Regions from separate parts of the Mus musculus genome. Here all the other regions are linked to region 3. A link is a contact called in public HiChIP or PLAC-seq and promoter capture Hi-C data. All regions are on one chromosome and are shown on one strand. The core of a region is the stretch at or near the end of the contact, and the rest is flanking DNA. Distances in the headings are between cores, read along the strand shown. Region 1 holds the start of Akap8l (A kinase (PRKA) anchor protein 8-like). Region 2 holds the start of Ly6g5b (lymphocyte antigen 6 complex, locus G5B). Region 3 holds the start of Marchf2 (membrane associated ring-CH-type finger 2). Region 4 holds the start of Clic1 (chloride intracellular channel 1). Region 5 holds the start of Wiz (widely-interspaced zinc finger motifs). Region 6 holds the start of Ddx39b (DEAD box helicase 39b). Region 7 holds the start of Akap8 (A kinase (PRKA) anchor protein 8).

Region 1 (3,798 bases), core at 388-2,887, 1.4 Mb after region 3:
GCCCTTTTAATCACAGCAACAGCCTAATCTATACTTCTCTACCTCCCCTGCCCCAACTAAATTGTGAAGAACAGTTTTGGCTATCATATCAACTATTTCAGTATGTTTCTTTGAAGGATCTAGGCCTTTTAAAGAATGCCATTGTTATTACCCCTAAAGAAACTGCTAACAAGAACTGAGAGGTGGCTCAATGGCAAAGAACACACACTGCTCTTACAGAGAACTTGGATTTGGTTCCCAGCACCCACATGGCAGCTCACAGTAACTCCAGGGTATCCAGTACCCTCTTCTGACCACCTCAGGCACTGGGGGTGCATGTAGTTGCATAGACATATATTCAAGCAAAACAAATACATAAGCCTAAAAAGAATTGATAAACATTCCTTAATACCAATAGAACACCTACTTTAACATTTCTCAAAACCATAAGAAGGTACATGAATCATAGAAGCAGAGCTTGCTGTAGTTTATCCATTGTTTTATTTTTAGGGTTCTTCCAAGGATACCTCCCATGGTGACTTTCCACACAGCCAGGAGGAGCCAGGCATAGTGCTTAGAACAAGGCTGGTACTGGGTTACATTTTTCGTTTTGTGGAGCTGAGCATTGAACATAGGTTCTTATGTCAAGCATTTGCAATAATATATGATACATTGAGATATACTACTTGTATAACAAATAGCATACACATAAACAGTTATTTTTAAAGTGGTTTTTGAGAGGCAGGAGAGATGGCTCAGCAGTTAAGAGCACTAGCTGTTTTCCCAGAGGACCCAGGTTCAATTCCCAGTACCTTCATGGCAGCTCAGGGCTGTCTGAAACTCCAGTTCAGGTGATCTGACACCCTCACACAGACACGCGCAAGCAAAACACTAATACACATAAAATTTTCAAAAGCATCTTTATTTTGCAGTTGGAGAGCTCACATAAGGCCTTCTGTACATGCTAGGATAAAATGTTTTTCCACCAAGCTATATCCTTACAAACACTATTAATTGTTATGTAACGATTAATAAGAAAATAATATTTACTATTTACTTTGTGAAACTGGCCCTAATTCTTTACCCCTCCTTGAAACGGGGACTCACTGGAACCCAGAGTGGCTTAGAATTCATATAGTATAATCTGACCTCAAACTCGAGTCATTCTGTCTCAGGCTCCGGTATTCTGGGGTTACAGAAGTCAGCTACTACACATGGCCTTCTTCGTTTGTTTTAACGTTATCTCACATAACGTTTGTCAGGACCTTGTTTAGCAGTTAGATACTAATTTTCTCCTTTCAACATGGCTTTACCATTCTTGACTTCATTTCAGTGGCGGGGCGCAAGACGGTCGTCTCTGCTCACGCTGGCAAGTGTCTCGCTCGCACACACCAGGCGAGCACACGCGTGGGCTCGGACCTCTAGGTTGCATGCAGCTCCGCCCCTTCGAACCTTTCCATCTTCTCCCCTTGGCCTATTGGCGCAGGTTTTTGTTAACAGGAGGCGGAGAGTAAGGCGGGGTCGTCGGGGGTTGGCAGTATCTCCAACCACTGTCACGAAGAGGTGTAAAAATAGACAGGTAGCGAAACCAATAGGCGTGAAGTCCGAGGTTTGCAGAAGCCAATGAGATAAGGAGGCGGGGCTGGAGCGTGTGTGGAAGGACCCCAGGGATTGTTGTGGCGTCAGACGCGCAGAGTAGCGGTCTGTGTCCACGGCTCGGGTGTTCTCTGCGGCCATGAGCTACACAGGTAGGCCCAACAGGGTGAAGGCAGCGCTCTGGGCCGGGGCGTCAGGACGGGCTGAGTCATGCTAGGATCTCCTCTTGTAGTGTCGTGGTCATTGCCCTCTGTGGTCACAAAATGGCGTCTTAGGCTCTTCCCTTCGGGGTCGCATCCCTCAAGCTTCGGCTCTCACTGACCTCAGCCGGGCATCTTGGACTCTCCTGGCTACTCAAGGATTTGCTTGTGTCTTCTGTGACCGTAGGTCTTGGGCCTCAACGTTAGGTTCAGGCTTCCCGCACCTCCGTTCGTCATTCCCTGGCTAGTGCCCCACGGACACCCACGTCTAAGACGTCGCTTCTCAGGCCTGAGCTTCTGAGATCAGTCCGTTGGGGCGGCTGCTGTCGCCATTGCCTCCCTTGAGCAGTTTCTGTGCAAAACGTCGCAGACCCTTACTCATGGCACTCCCCCCACTTCATCTGGTATAAAGCGGGAGGGGGGGAGAGCCAACCTCCCCTACCTCACTCCCCCAGGGGGCGGTGAGAATCTGTAAATCTATATGAAGGCTCTGAACCGTTGCAGGGAGCTTTAGAGAGCAAGCTTGAACCCTGGTGACGAATGACTACTTTCCACTCAACTTACCGAATCAGGTGCTGAATAGACACTGAATGCTGACAAGAATTTCTTAAGCATCTTATAGGCGAGGACAGACAAAATACAATAAATATATTATTTTGGGTCTTGGGTATCCTGAAGAGATTCAGCCATTACACGGAGAGCTTTGAAGCCTCTGGGAAGGGTGACGTTTAAGAAGAGATGTAAGCAAAATAGGAAAGAGTAAAGATAGCTGTCGCTGTAAAACATACTGGGCTGGAACCGCCTACCTACTTAGATCAGTGATATTTGAGCAAAGAGGAAGGTGGGTGAGGAGCATGGTGAGGGGTGTGGAATATGCTTGAGTGACTGTAGAATCATTCTTGAGTGAGTTAGTTGCCAAGGCTCCCTGGGTTTGCCAATGAAACTTATCAGTCAGTGCCACAGACAGTGCCTCCCACTTTACTGGAGGTATTTCAGGCTTGAACTTAAGTGGTTGCTGGATAACCCACATTCTGTTTGGAATGTTTAAGGCTTTCAATGGAACCTGAGCTTTATGCCAGTCCTCCTAAGCCCCTGGGTCAAATGCTTGCCAAGAACCTTGGGATTTTTAACAACCATCCTCTAGGCCAGTGGTTCTCAACCAGGGTGATTTTGCCTGCCTCACACCTCCCAGGGGTACATTTGGCAATATCTGGAGTCCTGTTTTGTCTTATCTATATAATGTGTGTATGGGCAGGGGGGGGGTGGAGGTGGGGGACTGGTATGCAGTGCTACTGACATCTAGTGGATAAAGGGTAGGGCTGCAACTCTGCAGCCTGAAGCGCATAGTATGGCTTCCACCACAACATACTTTACTTTATTTACATGTATCTGTCTGCATCTACATGTATGTGTTTGTGTGAGTGTGTCAGCCATGTATGAAGGTGCCCCTTGGGACCAGAAGAGAACATGGGTCCCTTGAAACTGGAGTTAACGGAGGGTTGTGAGTGAGCCGCCTGACATGGGTTCTAGGATCTGACTCTCGTCCTCACAATTGAGCAGCATATTTCCAACCCTTCAGTGTTTTTTTTTTTTAATAAATTTGTTTATTTAATTTTGTTCATATGAGTGTTTTTCCTGAATGTGTGTGTCTGTGCACTGCCATGTGAGCGCCTGTAACTCTATAAAACTAAGGGTAAAGATGATTATGAGCCACCCCCATGGCTTCTGGGATTGGGGTCCTGGCCCACTGGAAGAGCAGTACTCTTGACCACTGAACCATCTCTCCAGTTGCACTCCCCACCCCAGTGGTTTTTATAGACAGCTATTAAATCATTAGTACTTAAAATTTAAGCATCTTGAGAAGGCCCTGGACCCCCAGGGGTGGGAAAAATCTAATTGGACACAATCTCTTTAGGAAGGATGGCAAAGACTCGGTCTCTATATTTGTGTTTTCTCTTTCCCCAAGACCTGGGCTCAGTTCCTCTCCTTGGAAAGTAAAGCTGAAGTTGAGTCCACAGCTTTC
Region 2 (3,622 bases), core at 371-2,870, 1.4 Mb before region 3:
TTTCCCCTGGCCTCATGCCTGCCGAACCATCCTCTCTCTCTGAGCTATACTTTCACTGTGAGTTTTTGGTTGGTTGGTTGGTTTGGCACAGGTGTTGTGAGAGGCACAGGGAATGTTTTTTTTTTTTTTAAGATTTATTTATTTATTTATTTATTATATGTAAGTACACTGTAGCTGTCCTCAGACACTCCAGAAGAGGGAGTCAGATCTTGTTACGGATGGTTGTGAGCCACCATGTGGTTGCTGGGATTTGAACTTCCGACCTTTGGAAGAGCAGTCGGGTGCTCTTACCCGCTGAGCCATCTCACCAGCCCCCACAGGGAATGTTTGACAGGGTCGTTGTTGGCTAAGTTGATCTCAAGCTATAAATAAGACTATAAATGAGGCAGGCCATTACCTGGCCTGGAATTTTAATTTTAGTGGATGTTTATGGTACATTTTTTTAAGCTGGGGATGGTTACACAAGGGGAGGCAGAGGTAAGCAGATCTCTTTATTTTGAGGCCAAGGCCCTGTTAGACACAGAAGCCCTGTCTTGAAAAACTAGCCCTTCCCCAAATAAGAGAAAGAGAGAGACATGTTTCATGTATTCATGTGCAAGGAGATTGGGGTCCTGTGGAGTCGATGTGAGGAGGCTGGGATGGCCGCCACTGGCAGAGCTAGCAGAGAGCTTACCGTGCTGCCTCTCTGACCTCCTTCACCCAGGCTCTATGGTTTCAAGATCCATCCAATGGCTTACCAGCTGCAGCTCCAAGCCGCCAGCAACTTCAAGAGCCCAGTCAAGACTATTCGCTGATTGCCCACCCACCTCTCCCTCTGTCTGTGACACCACCATTCCTCTGCTGCCACCCTTTCAGGAAGTCTATGGTTTTTAGTTTAAATTAAAGGAATTGTTACTGTGGTGGGAATATGAAATAAAGGAAGAAAAGGCCATGAGCTGTCTCCTACTGTGTGTTGCTGGGGTCGGGAAGGGGTGGGCTACTGCACTCCAGGGACCCTCTTGCTCTAGCCCATCTTCCCTAGGTTGGAAGCAGCCCAGATTGCGGCTTCATGAATCTGTACCATGTACAGATAGTGTGTCAGAGCAGCACTCTAGGTTGGGTGAGCGCAAGTGCAGGATTGAAGGGAAAGGTTTCAGAGGTTGGAGAACACCTGCTCTCTTGGGGCTGTGGCTGTGGCTGCTGTAGGGACTTCATGGGAAGTCCCCTCAGTCTTGCTGTTAAAGGGAATGTAACCCTACAATAAATAAAACTGGAGAGGAGGCAGAGAGCCCCAACTGTTGCTCAGTGGTGTCTGTGTGCCCCCTGCTGGGAGACCTGAGAGCCGTCTGGAAAAGGTTGGAAGGCTTGTCTCTGGCCAACCTCTCCCAGCATAATGGGGGCCAAGCCTACTGTGTGGGTGGACAGCAGGTAGTGGCAGAGACAGGTCCCTGAAGTGGGGGTACAGGCCTTTCAAGGCATGTCTAGGATGAAGACACCTGATAAAGAGCCAGCTGGTGCTCTTCTGTGGCCTACACAGGAACCAGACAATGTGGGTGAGGACAGGCCTTCTTCCTGCCAATAGATGACTTCCTCCTCTGGTCAGGATCTTGCCTCAGGCAGGAGTGCACCTCTGCACCCACATCAGTTTCTGCTCAGACTGCCTGTCAAACCCATTCTGCCTCTGAAGATCAAGAAAGGTGGGGCTTGGGGGTACTTTGTGGGAGTTGCTCCTCTCCCCCAAATTCCATAATGAGGGCCCGCGTGCTTGTAGGTATGCTGACCATGGTGGGCTTTGCGATGGGGAAGGGTAAGTAAGACCAGGGTCTGGGAGGAGTGGGGACAGCTGGTCCTGGGTGTGCTTGAAAGAGCTCCTGGCTCCATCTCCTTTATCCTCTGTGCCAAGCTCCAGTTGCCAGAGTCCGTACCTGCCACCTGTGCCTCTTAGAAGACCCTTCGCTAGGCTGCATTTCTGGCTCAGAAAAGTGCACCATCAGCCTTCCATCGCCGTGTATGGTGATCACCATCTATAAAAGTGAGCCAAGTTCTAGGCAAGGACTGATGGGTGGTAGAGCAGTGTAGCTTGGTCTCTTTAGCATGAGGGTTGTTTGGGCCACACGAGGAAGAGAGTGGCATCTCTGAAGGGGAGGCGGGGTATGCAGACAAATGAATTGATTTATTTTTTTTCTGCCCCCCCCTTTGTGTTTTTGTTTTTGTTTTTTTAATTTGTCTTTGAGAATTCATGGACTAAAGTCAGGTCTGCGTGAATGCCAGGAAGATAGAGGTTCGGGAACAGTGGGAAGCTATTAACCAGGGTTATAACTGTCCCCTCTCCTCTAGATACTACTGTTCGCTTCCACGTACGGGGCTGTGGACAGCATCATTCCTACCGATGTCAAGAAAGGCATGTGATCTACCAATCAGACTACTTGTATAAGGCTGATTGCTGCCAGTACGATTACTGCAACTCCTGGTCCAGTGCTCAGCACCAGAGCACCCTGCGTGGGTCCCCAGGAAGCCATCTGGGCATGCCCCTGTCAGCGTCTCAGATAAAACAGTTTTACCAGGCCCTGAACCTCTCTCTGCCTCAGCCTGGCTTCCATGCTCATAAGGTGTCTGAGGGCCTGGAGTCTCTCATTCTGCCCCCGGAGCTGGGCTTGTCCATTGCCGACCTTCGCCAAATATACTTGTTCCTCAACAGTTCAGGACTTCTGGTCCTTCCCTGGGATAGACCCTGATGTGTTCCCCTTCCTAGATTCTGCTCTGTCTGAGAGACTCTTCCTTTGAGGGGCCCAGCATCCTGCTCTGCGGTCTGTGAACACTCAGATCCTCTGAGCCCTCTGATCTCTTAAGCTTTCTGCTCTACATGGCCAAATTCTGTATGGCCCCTGGATCTGGGGCTGGTTTGTCCTCCTCCTTTTCAGGAAACTTAAGGACGGTTCTCACCAAGGCTGACTTGACAATGAATCCCATTTTGAGTGTCACTGTCTCCGTGTACCCTCAGTCTGGTCATATGCCATATCCGAGCCTCAGCAGCCAGGCCCAAGGGTGGACTTGCATACCTTTACATCTGGCACAGCGACCTATCTCACTATCTCCACCATCCTGGTCCGCTGTCCTTGGTCTCATCATTTCACCTGACTGCCTGCCTTGTGAGGGGTTGTAGGGGCTCCCATGTCTCCTCCGTAATAAATCAAAACTTGGCAAAATCTGTGTCACATTTTTCGGCAGGGTGTGTGTGTGTGTGTGTGTGTGTGTGTGTGTGTGTGTGTATGTCTGTCTGTCAGGTTCAGATGTAGGCAGGTGTAGCCAGGTCAAAGAGTTAAGTGTGGGATTCAAACGGGATTACCAAACCCCACCCACTCGATTTTATGGCTTCCTCTCAAATTACCCAAAAAGGCCACATCCTTCCCCTCTGCTTAGCTAAAGACCAAAGTTTGAAGATAGATGCCCTACTTCAACTATAACCTCCAAAGCCTGGAATATTAAACTCACGTCCTGTGCCAGGTTTTCACCTAAGAAGAAACTCAAGTCCATGTCCTTGTGTAGTGAGCAACCTGGATCACTTCAAGGGTCCTGGCACCTTGCATTATATCTCGAATGCTAGAGGTGATAGCTGTTGAATCTTTGTTTTAGTATTTAGGGG
Region 3 (3,465 bases), core at 252-2,751:
GCCCACACTTAGAACTTGGAAGCGGGATTTCCAGGTCATCCTTGTCTGTATATCCACTTCAAAGCCACACTGGGCTTTAGGAAACCCTCTATCAAAAACCCAACCCAAACCAAACCAAATCAGCATCACCATAACCACCACCACCACCATGAAGCTTAAGGTGTGGCTCAGTGGTGGAGCACCTACCTAATGTATCAGGCTGCTGGCTCCATCACAGGCATTGTAAGAATAATAATTCATACTAATAACGTGGGGCTGTGGTGGCATATGCCTATAATCTTACGCTTGTGAGGGTGAGGCAGGACCTGGGCTACACAGTAAGACCTGTCTCTAACAAATAAGCAAACACAATGATTAAAAACCGCTAATGTTTGTCTCACAATATTTATATTAGTTAATGTGTCCCCAGGGTCTTGCACATGCCTGGACCATAATAATGCTTCCTACAGAATTTTGATCTTTTTGGTTTTCCTTCATATGGTTGGCCTTGCTTTCTGTGTAGTTGAGGGTGACCTTGAACTTCCTGGGTGCTGGGATTATAGGCATGTATGACCAAGCCCAGGGCTTTGTGTATGCTAGGCAAGTACTGCTAAGTGTTCTCTCACTGAAACCAGTGCTAGATTGGCAGACAGCAAACCCCAGCCATCTTCCTGTTTACACCATCTACAGCACTGAGGTTACAGGAGTTCGAGGCCCTATTCAGCTCTTTTATGTGGATGCTGGGGATTTTAACTCAGATCCTCATGTTTGCCATGCAAGAGCTCTTGCCCGCTGATCTATCTCAACAGCTCTTTCTACCATCTGTTGCTCCATTTTTTGAATGTATGTCTTGCTTGAATAATTGATGAGTAAATGATGATGGCTTTAGTTTCCTCCACAGAACTCTAACCCCTTTGGGCGGATTTCCTTCTGCAAAATGTGATCATAGCCACCCTAGGATTGGTAAGTGTGATAAAAATGTAGCTCAGTTCACACTGTTTGTGCCTAGCACGGAAGAAAAACTTCATTCCATTCTAGCTCCCGATAGAACTGGGAAGGTGGAGGCCAGAGGATCAGAGAGGTTATCCTTGGCTACAGAGTGAGTACGAGGTTAGCCTGATCTACATTAAAACTGTCTTTAAAAAACACAACAAACAAACAAACAAACAAACAAACAAACAAACAAACGGGGGCCGGGGGGAGCGGAGAAGAAGGCGGAAAGAAGTTATTTGGCAAGTGTGAAGTTGTTTACTTAAGCTCGCCTTTGTTCTGCTCCAGGCTCTGGCAGCAAGTCTACAGCCAGAGATTGGGATGGGGGAGGAGCTGGGATGAGGCGGGGTCCATTTTGGGGGTGGAGCCAGAACGCAGCAGGGGCGGAGTCAGAAGCTGCGGCGCCGCGGGGCCTGGACCGCCCAGGACGTCCCGTATTTTGAAGGCCCCACCTTCTTGGGCGGGGCGTGTATGCTGATTGGCAGATGATACTCAGAGGCAGTCTTCATTGGTTCGCCGTGCTGTCTGCTCGGCGGGCGGTGCCCGGACGCAGGTGCTCGCCGGAGCCGGAGCAAGCCGCTGCTGACGGGCCGGGCCGGGCCGGGACCCGGGCCAGGGAGAACCGAGGGGCCTGCGCGGTCGCCCGGCCCGGCCGCGGAACAGGTAGGCACGGAACAGCGAATGGGCCTGACCCGAGTATGTAGGCAGGTTTCCCAGGTTCCGGGTTCGAGCCTCCGGCTGAGTACTCGAGCGGGACAGATAGGGCGCTACCCTTGGCCTTACTTAGCCCTGCTCAGGACGCAGGCACCTCAATTATCATTTCAAGGTTGGTGAGAGGTCTCCGAGCCTCGCCACGCAGGAGAAACCTCTGTGAGCCTCGGTTTCCCCATCTAGGAAAAGTGGGTCATCTCGGAGCCAACATGATTTAGGAAATGGCTGATGAGAAAAGCGCCTGGCATACAGTAGGAGGTCAATAAGTGACTAATGTCACTCTGAAACCCTCTTCATAACGGTTCTGTTTGGGTGATTATTAACATTATAAAGAGTTGGGGCGCTTCACAAAAAGCTACTCAGTGCACTGTACTGAAAATGTTGTTTTTCAAACAGTAGTCAGGGACTGCCAAGATAGCTCAGCTGGTCAAGGTGCTTGTTGTCTGAGTTCAGTCTTGAGGTCTCATATGGTGAAAGAAAAACTGACAACAGAAAGTTGTCATTTGGACTCCATAGACACACCCTTGCATGAATATACACCACATACATATGCAAAAATACAAGCAAAATAAATATAATTGAAAACACTTTTTTTGTTTTGTTTTGTTTTTCGAGACAGGGTTTCTCTGTATAGCCCTGGCTGTCCTGGAACTCACTTTGTAGACCAGGCTAGCCTCGAACTCAGAAATCCGCCTGCCTCTGCCTCCCGAGTGCCAGGATTAAAGGTGTGCGCCACCATGCCTGGGGAAAACACTTTTAAAAAAACTCTGTAGTCAGAATTAATGTGGTTAGTGGGAAACATACTAGGTAGAAGTATTAAAAGTAATTCCTTTCATCTAAATGAGTAAATTGAAGTTCAGGGAAGTTAAAGCTGTTGCCCAAGGCCATACAGCAAATAGGAAGTAGAGCTTCTGGGATTAGAACTTAGTTTCTGGACTGGGGGTCTAGCTCAGTACTTGCCTAGCATGCACTAGGCCCTTGTTTTATCTCAGTACTGCCAAGAAAAACAACACACACACACACACACACACACACACACCCTAAAGTAAGAAAGAGATGGATGAGGCCCAGAAAAGCAAATTAACTTGAATCAAGACATACAGTATCAGTGACAGAGGCAGAATAAAGTGCCTAGGGCATGGAGCATGGTGGTACAGGCCTGTTAGGTCAGGTGCTCTGGAGGCTGAGGCAGGAAGACTTCAAGGTTCCGCTGGGTTATTTAGTGTAACTTTGGTATTGTTTAGTTCTTTTATTTTTGAGGTCTTACTCTGTAGCCTTGGCTGTCCTGGAACTCCTTACGGAGAACAGGCTGACTTAGAGATTGGATTGCCTCTGCCTTCCAGGTGCTGGGACTAAGCTTGTGTGCCACCATACCATTTTTTTTTTAAATGTATGTGTGCCTCTGTGAATTTATGTGTATTATGTAAGAGCCCTCAGAGGTCAGAAGAAAGTGCTGGATTCCCCAGAACTGGAGTCACAGGCAGTTGTGAGCTACCACATGGGTACTGGGAACCAAACCTGGGTCTCTGCAAGGGCAGTAAATAGTCTTAACTGCTGGCCCATTTCTCTAGCCCACAATTGTGTTTTTAACATTTATCCATTTGTTTGGTTTTGTGTATGTGTGAGTTTGTGAGCCCTCACCCATGGTAGCATATGTAGCGCTCAGAAGACAGCTTTGGGAGTTAGTTCCTCCTACTGGTTGGGTTCTGAGGATTAAACTCAAGTCATCAGAGTTGGTGGTGGCATGTACCTTTTCCCACGGAACCATCTTACCAGACTTTAAAC
Region 4 (3,410 bases), core at 686-3,185, 1.3 Mb before region 3:
GGACTTGGTGGGGTTGGAATTGAATACTAGATCTTCAGCGGAGCAGAGAGGTAGGGCAGGGTTTGGAAACTAGGGTCCCCATTCACTAAGCCTCTATCTAAGCTGTTTCTGGAAGCTGGGCCTGGCAGGCAGAGGACCTAATCTCAACTTAGAGATATGGAGGACCTAACAAAGGGGGCAACTCTCTAATTGGATGCAGGTGACCTCATCCCCCAAGGGACACCTCCCCCTAGACTGAGGGTGATTCATTTCTGTGTCTTCAGGCCTCAGCAGCTTCCTTCCTGGCAAGGAAGTGGGGGCAGGGACCTATACACACAGAGGCCTAGGCAGCTGCCGCCACTCCTACAGTTCCCCAAACCCTCACTCATGTCCTCTGGTCCTCTAAGATCCTCGTCACAGGACAAAGGGCCAGGATCTCTACAGCATCTCCTCGCCCAGGGTAAAAATAGCCCCTGGAGGCGAGTGTGAGGTGGGGACCACACCTAAGGGGCGGACCCAGGCTCCAGTTCACTTCCCTGGGCCAAGAAACTGGGAAAGGCAGCCAGAGAAAACCCAGAAAAAAAAGATAGAGAAAAACAGAACACCGACACACAGACGGGAAGAACGAAAGGAATGCCAAGAGAGGCCGAGAAGCAAAAAACGAGTGCGAATGTGCTCACTGGGAGAGGACCTGCCCGGAGAGGAAGGGACGTGCACGGGGGTATGGGGAAGGGTGGTGCCGGAGGGGACAGGCCTGGGCAGAGGAGGAGCGCGGCAGCCAGCGGTTTCCGAACCCAAAAGCCAAAAGCCTAGCACCAGCTTGCCTTGACCACACCCACAGAGAGGATAGTGTAAAGGGGGAGGGCTCAGGGGGAGGGGGCTTTTTCTTCCAGCCCGGTATCAGCCCGGCATTTACATCTAACCCAAGGAGTCTCCTGTCCCCTTTGGAGCTCTCCTCTCCTCTCTTCATAAGTAACTACTGCTAAACTTTAATCTCCTTCCTGCCTCAGCTGGGGGATAGTCATCTCAGCCACTGATTGTGCTGCTTCTTCGTGAAGGCTCTTTCCTTCCACCATGCGACACACTCATCCTTCAACCCTACCAGATTCTTATTCATTCTCTCTCTCTCTCTCTCTCTCTCTCTCTCTCTCTCTCTCTCTCCTCTCCTCTCCTCTCCTCTCCTCTCCTCTCCTCTCCTCTCCTCTCCTCTCCTCTCCTCTCCTCTCCTCTCCTCTCCTCTCCTCTCCTCTCCTCTTTTTCTCCCTCTCTCCCTCCCTCTTTCTCGCTCTCTCCCCACGTTCTCTCTGCCCCATCTTTCATTTTTCTCTTTCTTTCATAGGGCCACACGTCGTAGCCAACTCTCCTGACCTTCTCGAACCCCACCACTGTCCCTTTCTCGGTCCTTCTCTTGTCTGGATCCCCCTGGATCCCGCACCGAACCCCATTCACTCTCTCATTCCTGAAACTTTACCTTTCTCCCCTTTAGGCTGCTGGAAACCTCTTCTATAAACTTCCCAGGGCGAGTCTAGCACTCCCATTACCGTCTCACAAGTCGTGTCTGCCCGCCCACCCTGCCCCCAGCAAAACAGCACCGGGGCTGGGAGTGGGGTCAACTAGGAAGGGGTTGGGGAGTTTGAGCTGGAGCCCAGGAGAGGGGAGGACTGACTTGCAGAAATCCTGAGAGTGGCCAAAGAAAGAGAAAGTGTTCTTACCTTCACGAACAGTTCGACCTGAGGTTGTTCTTCAGCCATGGTTGCGTCGGGGACCAGGAAGCAGCCGTCGCTGGGGGAACTGGGAGGGGCCGGGGCAAGGGAAGGCGGGTCTCACGGTCCGGGATTCTCTCCTCCAGACTCAGGGCTGTCCCTTCGGCGCAACCCAAGTCCGATCAGACCCTTTAGTTCGCTCCAACACGGCTTCCCCACAGGCCCAGTGCACCCCACACCCAGCTGCTCCACCTCGGTCCCTCCTGTTTAGCTCAGGGAGCAGCTGACTCACCGGCCGGCCCCGCCCTGGACCTGGGGAGGGGACATGAGGGGAGGGGACACGGGGATCGTGGGAGTGGGTCCGGGACTGAAGTCAGAGGTCTCGGGATCCCAGGGATAAGGTGTTAGAAGGGAAGTCCGGGGGCTTCCTCGATTCCCTGACCTCTCCTAAACACAGCAGCATTTTCGTGCCTCAGTTTCCTCGCTTCGTTAATGAGAAGGGTGGCCACTATCAAACAGGGAAGCTTGACACTAGCGAAGTGACCACGGAGGTGCAGAAAGGGAGTTTGAGGATGCAAGGGTTCTGCGTTTTGTTTTGTTTTGTTTTGTTTTCAGTTATCCAGTCAGTCTTCTGGTTTGCTGGGACTGTGCTCTGCGTGTGTGGAGGGGGATCGGGAAGGAGATAGTGAGCTGAGGACTACAGATTGGCAAAGGGCACTCCAAGACACAGGCCGCCAGAGGCCAGGAGGCCTGATGCAGGGGAAACAGGAAGCTGAGCCCAGGCTTCACGGCAGGGGGCGGTCCTCTGGAAGCCTGGCCAAGCTTAGACTTTCCCCAACCCGGGCCCCTTACCCTCCTCTCAATGGTGAATGTTGCCTTGGAGACTTATCCTGGTTCTAGGATAGCACTGGGCTCATCCTGGGGTGGGTGGGGTAGCGACTGGTTCTATCACGGGAAGAAAAAAAGGAAAGGTCAGACAGGTCAGTGTGAGCAGAGTCTTGGGGGACATCTAAGTAAATAAGACGGGGGGGGGGGTGTCACTTTCCCTGGGAGGCCTGATTCTGGAGGGTCTAACTTTAGTATAAAGATAGAACTTTACTACCTATTTTTTTTCACTTCAGTATCTTTTAATTACCCACCTATACAAATGATTTTAGATAAAGCACAGGCAAATAAAAATATGGAATGCCTTACAAATTTGCGTGACATCCTTCCGCAGGGGCCATGCTAATCTCTGTATCTTTCCAATTTTAGTGTGAGTGCTACTGAAGAGAGCTCTACTACTCGTGTGTGTGTGTGTGTGTGTGTGTGTGTGTGTGTGTGTTTGTGTATTTTGGTTTTTAGTGACAGGGTTTCTCTGTGTGGTTGAGGCTGTCCTGGAACTCACTCTGTAGACCAGGCTGGCCTCAAATTCAGAAATCCGACTACCTCTGCCTCCCAGGTGCTGGGATTACAGGCATGCGCCACCACTGCCCTGCCTACTACTTCTACCTTTTTTAAAAACAAAAACAAAACCAGGCATAGTGGTGCACACCTTTAATCCCAGCACTCAGGAGGCAGAGGCAGGCAGATTTCTGAGTTCGAGGCCAGCCTGGTCTACAAAGTAAGTTCCAGGACAGCCAGGGCTATACAGAGAAACCCTGTCTCGAAAAAACAAAAAACAAAAACAAAACAAAAAACAAAAAAACCTAAAATATGTCTGCCAATATCTAACCTCCACACTCTAAA
Region 5 (3,754 bases), core at 643-3,142, 1.3 Mb after region 3:
TGTTATTAACAAACCTACATGTTATTAACAAACCTAGTATAGAAAGAACCAGTGGGGTGCAGAGGACAGTATGTTGTCATGGTAACAGAGCCCCTCCCTAGACGCTAAGGTCCTGCGGCTCCTTTAAGGGTGACCTGCTTGGCCACTCCCAATATGGCGGCGCGCCCGTTGGATTCCCCACCCCACCCCCAAAGTGGCACAAGGGGGGGCAGACCTCCTCATCATGGCGGCGCGGCGGGGCTGTCGCGCTGAGGTCACGTCGGCACGCCGGGGGGGAGGGGCGGGGCGGTGGGGGGGGGAGCGATTTAAAGGGACAATGTCCCCCGAGCTGTGGAGGCAGCGGTGGCTGCGGAGGCCGTGGCACCGGCACCAAGAGGGGCAGCAGCTGTAGTGGCAGCGACGGCCCTATGAAGTAGGGGAGTTCCCGGCCAGCGACTACGCCTCCCCCGGTGAGGCTCGACCCAGCCCGGGAAGCTCGCGGACGGGGCGGAGCTGGAGCAGGGAGGGGAGGCCTGGGCCCGGTCGGGCCGGGCGGGACCCCCTGGGGCGGGGGAGGGGCGGGGCCTGCAGGGGCGGGGCCTGCAGGGGGCGGGGCTGTACAGGTGGGGGGAGGATCGGGGGTCTCGAGGCAGGTGTCTCCCCCCCCACCTCAGCTCGTCCCGCGGGGTCTCCCGCCCCGAGGTGCACGGGCGAAGGGCGCATCCTGGGGACCCTGGCTTCCCCGCAGGGTGCGTCCGCGCAGCGCCGCCCCTACCTCTGCGACCCCTGCGGGAGGTGGGGTAGGGAACGACCATCTGGACTGGAGCCCCCTCCCCAAGCTGCCAAAGTGCTCCGAAGTTGCGGTCCTGCCCGATCCCCGCCAGCAGTGCCTACCCGAGTGGGCACCCGCAGGTGCTTTCTCCAGGCCTGGGCAGGGACCCCTCCAGCCAAGACTGTCAACCCACCCTGTGTAGGGCCCCCCGGGAGCGCCCAGGCCCTCGAGGGCAACGCCTGCTACCAGGCCTGGAGCCCCGGCCCCGCCCCGGTTGCCTGGGCCGGGCCTCACCACCATCTCCCTGGGGAGAGCGCCTCATTCCTGCCCTTCACTTTCTGCTCTACCTTGAAGGTATTTATAGGTGGAGAGGACAATCGCCCTCCTCCCCCCCAGGGTCCTTATTTCTGAAACAGGAGCCCCATCGGTCCTTTTCATCCTCGGGCCAGAACAACCAATATCGGTGGAGGATGCAAGCAATACTATTGGAAGGTGGCAGGGTGGAGGAGCCCAGGCTTGGTATGCATGAGAGATCATGCTAAGAGAAGGGAAAGGGTTAATGGTGGGGTCACTTGAGCGTGTGGAGAGGCTAAGGGGTTAATAACCCTACATTCCTGGGTAGGGAGAAGGATGTGAATGTTGGAAAAGTGTAGGGGTAATTGATACGGGGCAACAGAAGTGAGTAAAGTATAAGGGCAAAGATGGGGGCCCTCGAGACCCTGCACTGGGGAGAGAGCGGGGACCCTGGAAACTGGAGGCATGGCTGTAGGTTATGCAGTCACAGGAAAGCAGCTGGACACGGTGAAGCTGTGAGTGAGCCATGGGAGGAATAGGTGGAGGTGGAAGGAGTGATGAGGGAGGGCTGAGGTGACTGAATGTGCGTGTGTAACTGTGGTGAATGGAGGCTGTGAAGAAGCTGGGGAAAGAGAACGCTTTAGTGTACTGAGACTCGCTCCCAGTAGAGGTGATTGGATTATAATAGGAGTGAATGGAACCTCAACACCACTTAACCCCTCACTTCAACTAAGAGACAAACTGAGGCCATAGGCTTTGAAGGAGAGGACTAGGGTTCTGAGAGAGGGGAGAACAAACAGAATTCTCTTCTTACTCTCTTAAGGTCTTCCTTGTCTTTGTCTCCAGGCCCACAATGTCCTGCTGAACCTGCCAGGTACTGAGTGAAGATTCACGGCTGGCACCCATGGAGGGGTTACTGGCAGGTGGCCTGGCTGCCCCGGATCATCCTCGAGGCCCCGCTCCAAGAGAGGACATCGAGAGTGGGGCTGAGGCTGCTGAGGGGGAAGGTGATATCTTTCCATCTTCTCATTACCTGCCAATCACCAAAGAAGGCCCTCGAGACATTCTGGATGGCAGAAGTGGCATTTCTGGTAAGAGGGCTCTGTGGCCCTAAAGAAGCTTCCCACTTGGTCCCCCAGGCCCAGAGAGAGTCAGGTCACCCCACCCAGCAGGGGCTGAGTTGCAATTGGAATTCTGTTCGATGCACATAGCCTCCTTTAGTGCTCCACGTACCGCTTTTCAGTTTGCCCTTATGAAAACAGATGTCTTGGGAGCCCATGACTGGATGTAAGAAACTGGGATTCATACTTGTAGTGTCCTGGCTTTCCTCTCTAAGCTGGACACCAGCTGTATCCAAATCCCATGTCAGTACCCTGAGCTCTTTGCCCAAAGCCCACTTGTTCCTTCTTGCAGTCTTGATGGAGTGGAGCTCCTGAGCGAGTGCCCTCTAGTGGTAAGGTAAAGTCTGGGGAGATTCGAGTTGCCTCTTTCCATCTTGATTTACCCCATACAAGGCTAGCTCACACTGTCCCCACCTCACAATTTGTTGTTCGTTTATTAAACACTGAGCACCTGCTGTGCCACTTTCTGTTCTGGGTGCTGGGGAAATAATCATAAAGAGACAAAAGTCCCTGTCCTCCAGGGGTTGGCATTCCAGAAGGGAAGGTGGACAAGGAACGACTGAGCAGATGTCATAAGGGCAGGTTATGCAGGCTATGCAGATATTAAACTGAGTGCCAGGACCATGGCTGGGCGCTCCAGGAAAAGCCACCTGACACAGTGGTGTTTGAGGCACAGCACAGAATGAGTGGTGGGACGTGCCCAGCAGGTGGCGGGACAGCATGGGCAAAGGCCCTGCAGAGGGGAGGAGCCTGGTATGTTTAAGGACTTAACAGGAATCTGGTGTGGCTGGTCCCCCAAAACTTGGCCTTCTAATAAATTCCGAGCACCTCTTCTGTGGTTCCTACATGCCAAGTTCTTTGTCTTCTCAATTCACATCATACTTAGAACCTTTGTCGGAAGAGCCTCCGTTATTTAGTATCTCATGTTAGGAATGGGAAATTCAAAACCCTGAGGGGTGAAGTCAGTAGTGTGGCCTTACACCCCTCTTCCTTCTTTGTTTTATTCTGTTCTTTATAGAACTGGGGATTGCACGTAGGCCCTTGCACATACTCTGCAAAAGCTGTTCCATTGAGTTCTGCCCCAGCCCTCCTCTTTAGTTTTTTGGGTTTTTTGTTTTTTGGTTTGTTTGGTTTTTTTGTTTGTTTGTTTGGTTGGTTGGTTGGTTTTTTTTTTTTTTTTTTTTTTTTTTTTTTTTTTTTTTTTTTGAGACAGGGTTTCTGTGTAGTCCTGGCTGTCCTGGAACTCACTTTGTAGACCAGGCTGGCCTCGAACTCAGAAATCCGCCTGCCTCTGCCTCACGAGTGCTGGGACTAAAGGCGTGAACTACCATGCCCGGCCCTCTTTAGTTTTAAATTAACTTCCCTTTCATTCACTTGTTCTTTCTCCTGGCATTTTGTTTTGTGCATTTTACATGTTAGGCAAGCACTCTCCCACTAAGCTACATTTCCATGCCTCATCTTATTTTTTAAGTTTTGATTATTTTTATGGTATGAATGAATGTCTGTATGTGGGTATGTGCACGTGACTGCCGGTGCCTGAAGAGGCCAGGGCTGTTAGATACCTGGAGCTGGAATCCGAGATACTTCA
Region 6 (3,672 bases), core at 258-2,757, 1.5 Mb before region 3:
CGTTCTCTGCCATAATTGGGCCGGCAGGGGGAGAAGGGAGGTCTCTTGAGTTAGGTGTCCCAGAGCAGGTGAGGAAGCAAGGGCCAAAGAGAGGGGTTGAAGAACAGCAAGGGGAAAGACACCAGTTTCCGACAGAAGAGCTGGGAGAGGGGACAACAAAAAAACCGGAAAAACTCATCAGTCACGAATGGACTCGTCACTTCTCGTCGATCCCTACACCCGTCCTATTCTTCCCTAAACTGTGAAACCTTTGTCCCGAAAGAAGAGTTAACAAAGAGACTCATGACATAAGAAACGGGAACACCAGACGGGAGAGACAGAGTGGGCTCCACCGCTAACCAGACTTTGTAACACACACTTCGACAGGCAGGAGCCAACTGGGAGACCGCAGTAAAATGAGCGTGACTAACGACTCACACGAGGGTTGAGACACAAAGGACAAGGGAAGACAGAGACTGCGCTTTCTCCTGCCACCTCACGGTGGTGATCCCCAACGTCAGCCATCAGTCAAGGGTGATAGATAAGGGTCAGCACTGCGCAGAGCGCTCACTTCCCAAATGCAAACATCATGTGGCTGCCGCTATTCTCTTGCTCAGAAACCCCCGAGTGGCCGTCCCAGCGGCGCACACCTGGACCGGGGAACAGAAGCAGGAAGGAGGGTGGTGCGGGGCGGAGGGTGGGAAGTGTATGAATGGCTCCATTTCAAGAAAAAAAAAATTTTTTTGTTTTGAAAAAGATGGGTGTGTGCAGTTCAATGGCAGTGCTTGCTTAGTAACGCGAGAGGCCGCAAGGTTCGGCTCAGCGCTGCCAAAGTTAATTTTAAAAGTCGCACTAAGGAATTAAGGTCACAGCTGAGAACGATGCAGGATTAAGAGTGTGAGCCGGGTGGCCTTAGAAAGGAACGCCTTGCAGTGCTCTCGGAAAAGCTTCCCCAGAAGTGCGCGACACCATCGGCCACGCACAGAGGCAGCCATTCACAGAGAGCTCCAAATAAGGCAGCGAAAGCGGGGTCAAAGGGCTGGACGGGCCCCGGAGCGAGATCTTCCCATCCCTGGGCGAGCAAGAAAAGGCCCGGAGGGGAGATGCGAGGGGCCCCGCCCTCCTCCTGGCGCCGCCTCCGGCCGCCGCGGCCCCGGGTGGGCAGAGGACCCACTGGAACACCCAGGAAGCGCGGAGACACAATGGCGGCCGAGGCCACCATTTTGGATCGTTCCCCCCTTGTCTCCCAGCTCCCCGCCAAGATCTGCTCTCAGAAAGGGGTGAAGACAACAGAACTGGACGCCCGCCTGCGCGCCGGCGGCCACGGCGCCGGCCCGGCACCGGGTATCAGGGACCCGCGCGGCGGGGCGAGCCGCGGGAGAAGCAGATGGCGGTGGATGGTGCACAGGGCCAAAGCTTACCTAAGCACTGCGAGCGTGTATGGCGGCAGCAACGGGGACGGAGGCGGGAAGCTGCCTTCACTTCCGGTTCCAGGCTCGCCCCGGCCTCCCGCCTTCCCGGCCGCCAGGGCGCACGCGCAAGGAGCCGGAAGCAGGCTTTCGCCGCGCGCGCTCCGCGGCTGGCTTTGCAGAACGCCCACTTGAAATGAAGCTTCAGACGACGCCTCCTCCGGTCGCCAGTAGCAAGAGCGCGACAGGAAACTCACGTCTTCCCCCGCAGAGCTCTCCATTTTGTTCTTCTACGCTTATGCAACACCCTCCGACGGTCGGCTCTACTTTAGTTTTGTTTGCCACGCCAGGCTTCTCCCTGGGCACCTCTCTGTGGGCATGGAGGACTCCGCGATCGAATGAGAAGCGTTTCTCACGGGGTCCTTAGCCTCGTAGTCAAGGTGACCCGAGAGCGGCTAACTCGGGCCTCTGCTGGAGGGGAGGGGGACACGTGACCACGCCCATTACAGTCGTGCAGAGAATAGGCAGGATTTACCCAAAATTATATCGAAAGATGGAGGCTTACATTCTGTCTAGGTGCTAAATAAATGGTGGGGTTTGAGGTTATGCACCTTTCCATAATTCTTGCTAACTAGAGCAGCAGAATAATCTCAGTTCCATTATTCAGCCTGGACATCCCCCTCCCCCCATGTGGTATTCCCTTTGAGATGTTACATATAGCAGAAGTGTTGTCCTGTTGCCTTGCTACATAAACACAAGCTCGGGCTTTCCCTATTAAGGACACTTAATATTAATACAAAGTAACACTAAGTATCAGTGTTGCCAACCAGCTGGCTGTGTCCTGCTCAACGCATAAGCTCTCTGGGCTGGGGCTTGGTAGCTTTTGATCCCTCCGCATTTGGCAGCCCTAAGCAGCAGGCCGGCGGGTTTTGTATAAATCAGAGAGGAGTGGGAATTCCTCGGCCCTGGTAACTTATTACGAACTGTAGCTCCAGAAAGTGCGGTACCTGGGCCTTTAGCTTTGAAGCGTTTCCAGGAACTCTCCTAGTGACCTAGTTGGCGGGCTCTTAGCCACTGTCTTCCTGTTACTGGACCTAATGTGACATTGTGGAGGGTAGCATAGTAAGGTTTGTCCCAGCTGACCCAAGTGAGCCAAACTTTCTGCTTTACAGCCAGCAAAGGGTGTTTGCACCAAACACAGCAAACAGCAAACTCGTGCAAATGAAGACTTGTGTTTGCACCAATCATAATATTGTCCCTTTGGCATCAGTGATAACACATCTTCCTGCTACTGGACTATGGGAAGTTCCACCCTCCACTGGGGGAGGAGAGAGAGGACAGAAACAATCCTGGCTGAGCCATTAGCTGTGTGGTTTCCTCAAAGACTTTATAGAAGATTCAAAATGGCCATGCTGACAGTCCTCGTTAAGGTAGCCAGGGCAGGAAGGGATTGTCTTAACAGCTGGCTGTGATTTTAACAATGCTTAAAACCTGGGCCACTGGGGCCACAGCAAGGTGAGTGCCCCTCATCTGTCTTGCCATTTTTTTCTTCCTTTCTCTGTTACTGAGTTTGAGCAGTTATATAGACTGGCCTCAAGCTCTCAATTCTCCTGCTGGAGGATTTGAATGCAGACCCATGCCCCGCTCCACTCTTCCTGTAAACATATGAAAATAGAGAAATAAAACAAGGTGGCCAAGGCAATACAGCTAGCAGGGAAACACCAGGGTGTAAGCACCCCAATTTCCTATCACATGTGTCCCTCCTCTTCAAAAATCTCCTTGCTTTTGTATAGCTATTTCCCCCGAAACATTTCCTCCTGATGAGAGTGGAGAAGGCTCAGGAAATTCAGAAAAAAAGTTGCAAGACACGGAACACTTCTCCCAGATTGTGTCACCAATAAACAGCTCCTGGTGGCAGGACTCTTTGGTCTGCATACAAGTCACGCTGGTGGGCGACTTTCTGATGGGAAGCTACTCCAGTCTCACTCCTATAAGTAACCTATCACCCACCATACTGCCAATAACTCCAGCGAGCTCTTTGGTCTGCCAAGTGAGACTTGGGTGGTGAGATATCTTTGGTGTTTCATGACTGCCTTATTTGGCATAGATTTTTTTTTTTTTTTCCTGAGACAGGGCTTCTCTGTGTAGCCCTGGCTGTCCTGGAATTCACTCTGTAGACCAGGCTGGCCTTGAACTCAGAAATCCACCTGCCTCTGCCTCCCAAGTGCTGGGATTAAAGGCATGCGCCACCACACCTGGCTTATAGTTTTTTTTTTAATGTCTC
Region 7 (3,824 bases), core at 286-2,785, 1.4 Mb after region 3:
TTTGAACTCAGGAAGATCTGCCCTCCTACCTCAGCCGCCCAAGTGCTGGGATTAACGATATGGGCCACCAAGCCCAGCCCTACGTTTTACTTTTAATAAGTTTTATTACATCTGGTGTGTGTGTATATATATGGGGATTGAACCTAACTAAGGCTTTAAGAATACTAAGAAAGCACTCTATCATCAAATTATTATATTATCTCCAGCTGGCCCCCTCCCCCTTTTTACGTTTTATTTTTTTATTTTTTATTTTCTTGTATGTTTTGCCTGCACATATGCTCACTATTCACATGCCTGGTGCCTGTGGTAACCAGAAGAGGGCTTCATATTCCTGGGAACTAGATTAGAGATTGTTGTCAGCCACCTTGTAGGTGGCAGAAAATGAACCTGAGTCTTTGAAATACTAACAAGTCCTTTACGCTGAGCCATCTCTCTAGCTCCCAGCCGTCTTTTATTTTCTGAGACATAGTCAAACCATGTAAACCGTTAAACTCTGTAGTCCAGGTAGGCCTTCCACTTTAATGTCCTGGAGTTACATGGCCTGTGCCACTAAGTCCAGTACTTACTATAGTTTCTATGTAAGCAGATCAGGTTTCAAACAGCAAATAAGGTGTGGGTGATCAGATCGAATCCTAGTTCCTTGCATGCCTGTCCAGACTGACTGGAATTACGCCCAAGGTCACTTACAGACACTAGGACTAGTTATTGGTGAATCTGAACCTCAGCTGGGTTTGTTGGATTCCTAGAGCAGCCTCACCAGCCCTGTCTGCCCTGCCCATAGCTTATGATGGAGCAGTCCAAGAAGTCCTCGCTTATGGTGGCCCGCAGTATTCTCAACAACAAGCTCATTAGCAAGAAGCTGGAGCGATATCTGAAGGTGAGGCAAAGGCGAAAGCACTGTCCTAGTCCTGACCTTTGTGTGAGCCTGGTCCCCATTCTATCCCAGTGATTCCTACCTCCCATTAAAGTCTCTATCCATCTCTACAGGGCGAGAATCCTTTCACTGACAACCCAGAGGAGGAAAAGGAACAAGACGAGGTGGAGGCTGGCGCTCTGGATGAAGGGGCACCAAGCGAAGCGACAGAGCTCACAGAGGGCGTGCCGGCACAGCCCCCCGTGCCCCTGGAGCCCGCCCCAGGGACTACAACACCGCCACCTCCGCCACCACCAGAAGAGGAGGAGAGCCCTGTACCCTTGCTGGGCGGAGCGCTGCAGTGTCAGATCCGCGGGATCCCGGGCCTCGACATGGAAGACGACGAGGAGGGCGGTGGGGGTCCATAACCCTTACCCGGCAGGGCTCCCGTGGCCGAGGCTGGAAGTCCAGCCTAATAAAGTGCTTTCCCATCTGAGGTCTTCGTTTGTGCTGTGGTGAGGGCGGGCCCCTAGAAGTGCGCCTGCGCGCGGGTAAACGCGCTAGAACCGCTCACGCGTGCGCGGACCTGGACGCTCTTGCGCACTAGCTTACCCTTGAGGCACAACTCCCGAGATGCTGTAGATTTGCAACCCGGAAGGCTGGGCGGATCGGCGGGGGCGGGCCCATTTGAGCAACCAATGGTAGCGCCCAGAAAGAGACGTACGCTCTTCGTCTTCCAGTAGCAGACAGCACGTTGAACGCATGCGTTCTGAGCGAATCTAAGACAAGGATCTGCTGGCGGGTCGCGTCGCAGACATGGAGCAAGGCTACGGAGGTTAGTGTGGGCTCTTCTTCACCACGGGAGACCCTGGCGCATGTGGTATTCGGGCTTAGCCTGCAGCCGGAACGCACTTGCCGCAGCCCGGTTCTGTGTGGAGTTGTCCCGGACGCGCGCGCTTCCCTTATTGGGCCTCTGCGCAATCGTTCCCGAAGCGCCGCGCGTGGATTGGCCGGTAGGACTCGGGGCGGGGGGTGCGGATGAGGCGCGAAGGCCGACGCTGTGGCCGGTTTCTGGATGCGTTCTGGACCGCTTTCACTGTGCAAGCCGAGTGGCTCTCATCGCTGCGGGACCCCAGGACCCGAGCGGTCTCAGTCCCGCCTTCTCTTCCGAAGACGCCACAAAATGGCGGCTCCAGGGGCGGGGCTAAAGCGAACGCTGAGGAAGCGGGGGGTGGAGGGGGTTGAGGTCCGGCTGGGTTGCGGCGGCCGTAGCGAGGAGAGAGTCTCAGCTCATCCTCCGCAGGTCGTCCTTGAGAGCTCGTGTCCCCGGGCTCGCTTTTCTGAAGGCTTACGGGCAGCGCGCGATCGGCCCAGCTGTGCACTGCGGCTACACCCGGTGCAGCTTTTTGGGAAAACCTGGCTGGGTCTCTGCAGTGTACGCGGCGTGAGGTGCTCGTGGGAGGTGTGCTGCCTGAGGGGCTGGGATTCTGGACTGTAACATTACGGGGGTCTGCGGAAGCGGGAACGTTGCCTTTCCTAACCTAAATGTCAGCAACTTTTCGTAATTAGGCGTCGGTTCTCGAGCTATCTGCTTTTAATCTCCTGGGAGGCCTTGACTCTGTACGGAGATTTACCCGCAGGAGATAGTTGGAACATGTGGAATGGGGTTGGAAGTGGGCACAGGGAGTGGTTAGTGGCTTCTGGCGGCTAAGGAAGGGATCTTGAGAGGCAGCAGAGTAACAAGATCCCTAGAATTGGACTTGCCAGAGAGGCCTGAGGTGTGATGAACACGTGTGCTTGGGTATCAGCCTAGTGCTCTTTGCCTTTGGGATCCTAGATCTATGTCTTCCATTCTTAGCCTTTCCACCAGATAGATACCTGTCACAACCCTGCTATACTTCTTTGGTCTAGGGAACTTCATGGTGACTCCCACTTTCTACCAGCCAATAATTTTACAGATACAGTTAGGGTATTTGCAGCCTTCCTGGTTTTTTTGTTTTTTTAACTAAGAATTTTTTTAGCCGGGCGTGGTGGCGAATGCCTTTAATCCAAGCACTTGGGAGGCAGAAGCAGGCAGATTTCTGAGTTTGAGGCCAGCCTGGTCTACAAAGTGAGTTCCAGGACAGCTAGGGCTACAGAGAAACCCTGTCTCAAAAAACCAAAAAAAAAAAAAAAAAAAAGAAGAAGAAGAAGAAGAAGAAAAAGAATCTTTTTTTTTTAAGATTTATTTATTATATGTAAGTACACTGTAGCTGTTTTCAGACATTCCAGAAGAGGGCATCAGATTTCGTTAGGGATGGTTGTGAGCCACCATGTGGTTGCTGGGATTTGAACTCGGGACCTTCGGAAGAGCAGTCAGCGCGATTAACCACTGAACCATCTGGCCAGCCCCTCCCTGGTTTCTAAGTAGCAGTTAGGTATGGCCGTACTGAGTGCCTGTCAGCACATTTAAGGGACTGTGTTACAGTGGGGCTTTTGGGATATTCTGGAAAGGGAACTAACCATTAACACTGTCAAAGTGAAGTCATTCGACAGCCTGGGACTGTGCCACTGTATCGGACTATATGCTAGGCTCCAAAAACACAAATGAAGAGAATGTATTCCCTTTCTGTTCAAAGGAGTGTTGTAGGGGGTGACTTAGAAGGTCAGAGGGAGGCTTGAAAGCTGGGGTGTTGAGTGTTTAGTTACATGGAAGCAAAGCCTAACGTTTATGTCACCGAATTTCTAGCTTGTTTCCCAGTTTCGTGGCATAACTGGCAGCACTCTGAGCTTTCCCGCTTATGTGGCGGCTAGGCCAGTACAGTGGGCACTGTGACCTAATGCTGTGTTTTGTGTCCTCTAAACTTGGTTCCCTCCCTCCCGCCACCCCCCCCCCCTTTTTTTTTTTTTTTTTTTTTTTTTTTTTGCTTTGATGTCAGCTCAGCCAGGTAAGGTATGATGGTTTGCTTGCATTTGTGGGTGGAGATAGTTC

Evidence for each region. Promoter capture Hi-C pulls out the DNA fragments that hold promoters and counts their contacts. HiChIP or PLAC-seq counts read pairs in DNA pulled down with a chosen protein or histone mark.
Region 1: a contact with region 3 is called in a promoter capture Hi-C map of hippocampal neurons, with 7 times the contacts expected there. The contact joins the promoter of Akap8l here to the promoter of Marchf2 in region 3. A contact is called at or near these places in 4 of 39 promoter capture datasets (hippocampal neurons, liver and pre-B cells) and 2 of 115 datasets of contacts at active chromatin or transcription factors (astrocytes and large pre-B cells).
Region 2: a promoter capture Hi-C map of liver shows a contact between it and region 3, with 3 times the contacts expected there. The contact joins the promoter of Ly6g5b here to the promoter of Marchf2 in region 3. A contact is called at or near these places in 2 of 39 promoter capture datasets (liver and pre-B cells).
Region 4: a promoter capture Hi-C map of liver shows a contact between it and region 3, with 3 times the contacts expected there. The contact joins the promoter of Clic1 here to the promoter of Marchf2 in region 3. A contact is called at or near these places in 3 of 39 promoter capture datasets (cranial neural crest and liver).
Region 5: a contact with region 3 is called in a promoter capture Hi-C map of hippocampal neurons, with 4 times the contacts expected there. The contact joins the promoter of Wiz here to the promoter of Marchf2 in region 3. A contact is called at or near these places in 6 of 39 promoter capture datasets (cranial neural crest, hippocampal neurons, liver and 3 more).
Region 6: an HNF4G HiChIP or PLAC-seq map of pancreatic cancer cells shows a contact between it and region 3. The contact joins the promoter of Ddx39b here to the promoter of Marchf2 in region 3. A contact is called at or near these places in 3 of 39 promoter capture datasets (hippocampal neurons and liver) and 1 of 115 datasets of contacts at active chromatin or transcription factors (pancreatic cancer cells).
Region 7: an HNF4G HiChIP or PLAC-seq map of pancreatic cancer cells shows a contact between it and region 3. The contact joins the promoter of Akap8 here to the promoter of Marchf2 in region 3. A contact is called at or near these places in 3 of 39 promoter capture datasets (hippocampal neurons, liver and pre-B cells), 1 of 484 Hi-C or Micro-C datasets (B cells) and 2 of 115 datasets of contacts at active chromatin or transcription factors (astrocytes and pancreatic cancer cells).

Annotation. Positions count from the first base shown.
Region 1 is chr17:32,348,416-32,352,213 of GRCm38.p6, reverse strand. It overlaps Akap8l (A kinase (PRKA) anchor protein 8-like), which reads left to right and starts at 1,637. Exons shown (of 14, transcript NM_017476.2): 1 at 1,637-1,727. The coding sequence starts at 1,715.
Region 2 is chr17:35,113,507-35,117,128 of GRCm38.p6, reverse strand. It overlaps Ly6g5b (lymphocyte antigen 6 complex, locus G5B), which reads left to right and starts at 1,620. Exons shown (of 3, transcript NM_148939.3): 1 at 1,620-1,786; 2 at 1,883-2,011; 3 at 2,317-3,185. The coding sequence starts at 1,729. The coding sequence ends at 2,714. Csnk2b (casein kinase 2, beta polypeptide) reads left to right here. Exons shown (of 7, transcript NM_009975.3): 7 at 704-934. The coding sequence ends at 794.
Region 3 is chr17:33,716,713-33,720,177 of GRCm38.p6, reverse strand. It overlaps Marchf2 (membrane associated ring-CH-type finger 2), which reads left to right and starts at 1,501. Exons shown (of 5, transcript NM_001252480.1): 1 at 1,501-1,632.
Region 4 is chr17:35,048,768-35,052,177 of GRCm38.p6, reverse strand. Clic1 (chloride intracellular channel 1) reads right to left here and starts at 1,935. Exons shown (of 6, transcript NM_033444.2): 1 at 1,692-1,935. The coding sequence starts at 1,730. It overlaps Gm23421 (a small nuclear RNA gene), which reads right to left and starts at 2,960; the gene lies at 2,857-2,960.
Region 5 is chr17:32,385,955-32,389,708 of GRCm38.p6, reverse strand. It overlaps Wiz (widely-interspaced zinc finger motifs), which reads left to right and starts at 1,892. Exons shown (of 11, transcript NM_001372227.1): 1 at 1,892-2,136. The coding sequence starts at 1,950.
Region 6 is chr17:35,239,581-35,243,252 of GRCm38.p6, reverse strand. It overlaps Ddx39b (DEAD box helicase 39b), which reads right to left and starts at 1,507. Exons shown (of 11, transcript NM_019693.3): 1 at 1,401-1,507; 2 at 1-140. The coding sequence starts at 13. LOC115488830 (a small nucleolar RNA gene) reads right to left here and starts at 575; the gene lies at 499-575.
Region 7 is chr17:32,318,949-32,322,772 of GRCm38.p6, reverse strand. It overlaps Akap8 (A kinase (PRKA) anchor protein 8), which reads left to right and starts at 1,535. Exons shown (of 14, transcript NM_019774.5): 1 at 1,535-1,688. The coding sequence starts at 1,670. Akap8l (A kinase (PRKA) anchor protein 8-like) reads left to right here. Exons shown (of 14, transcript NM_017476.2): 13 at 782-877; 14 at 988-1,349. The coding sequence ends at 1,281.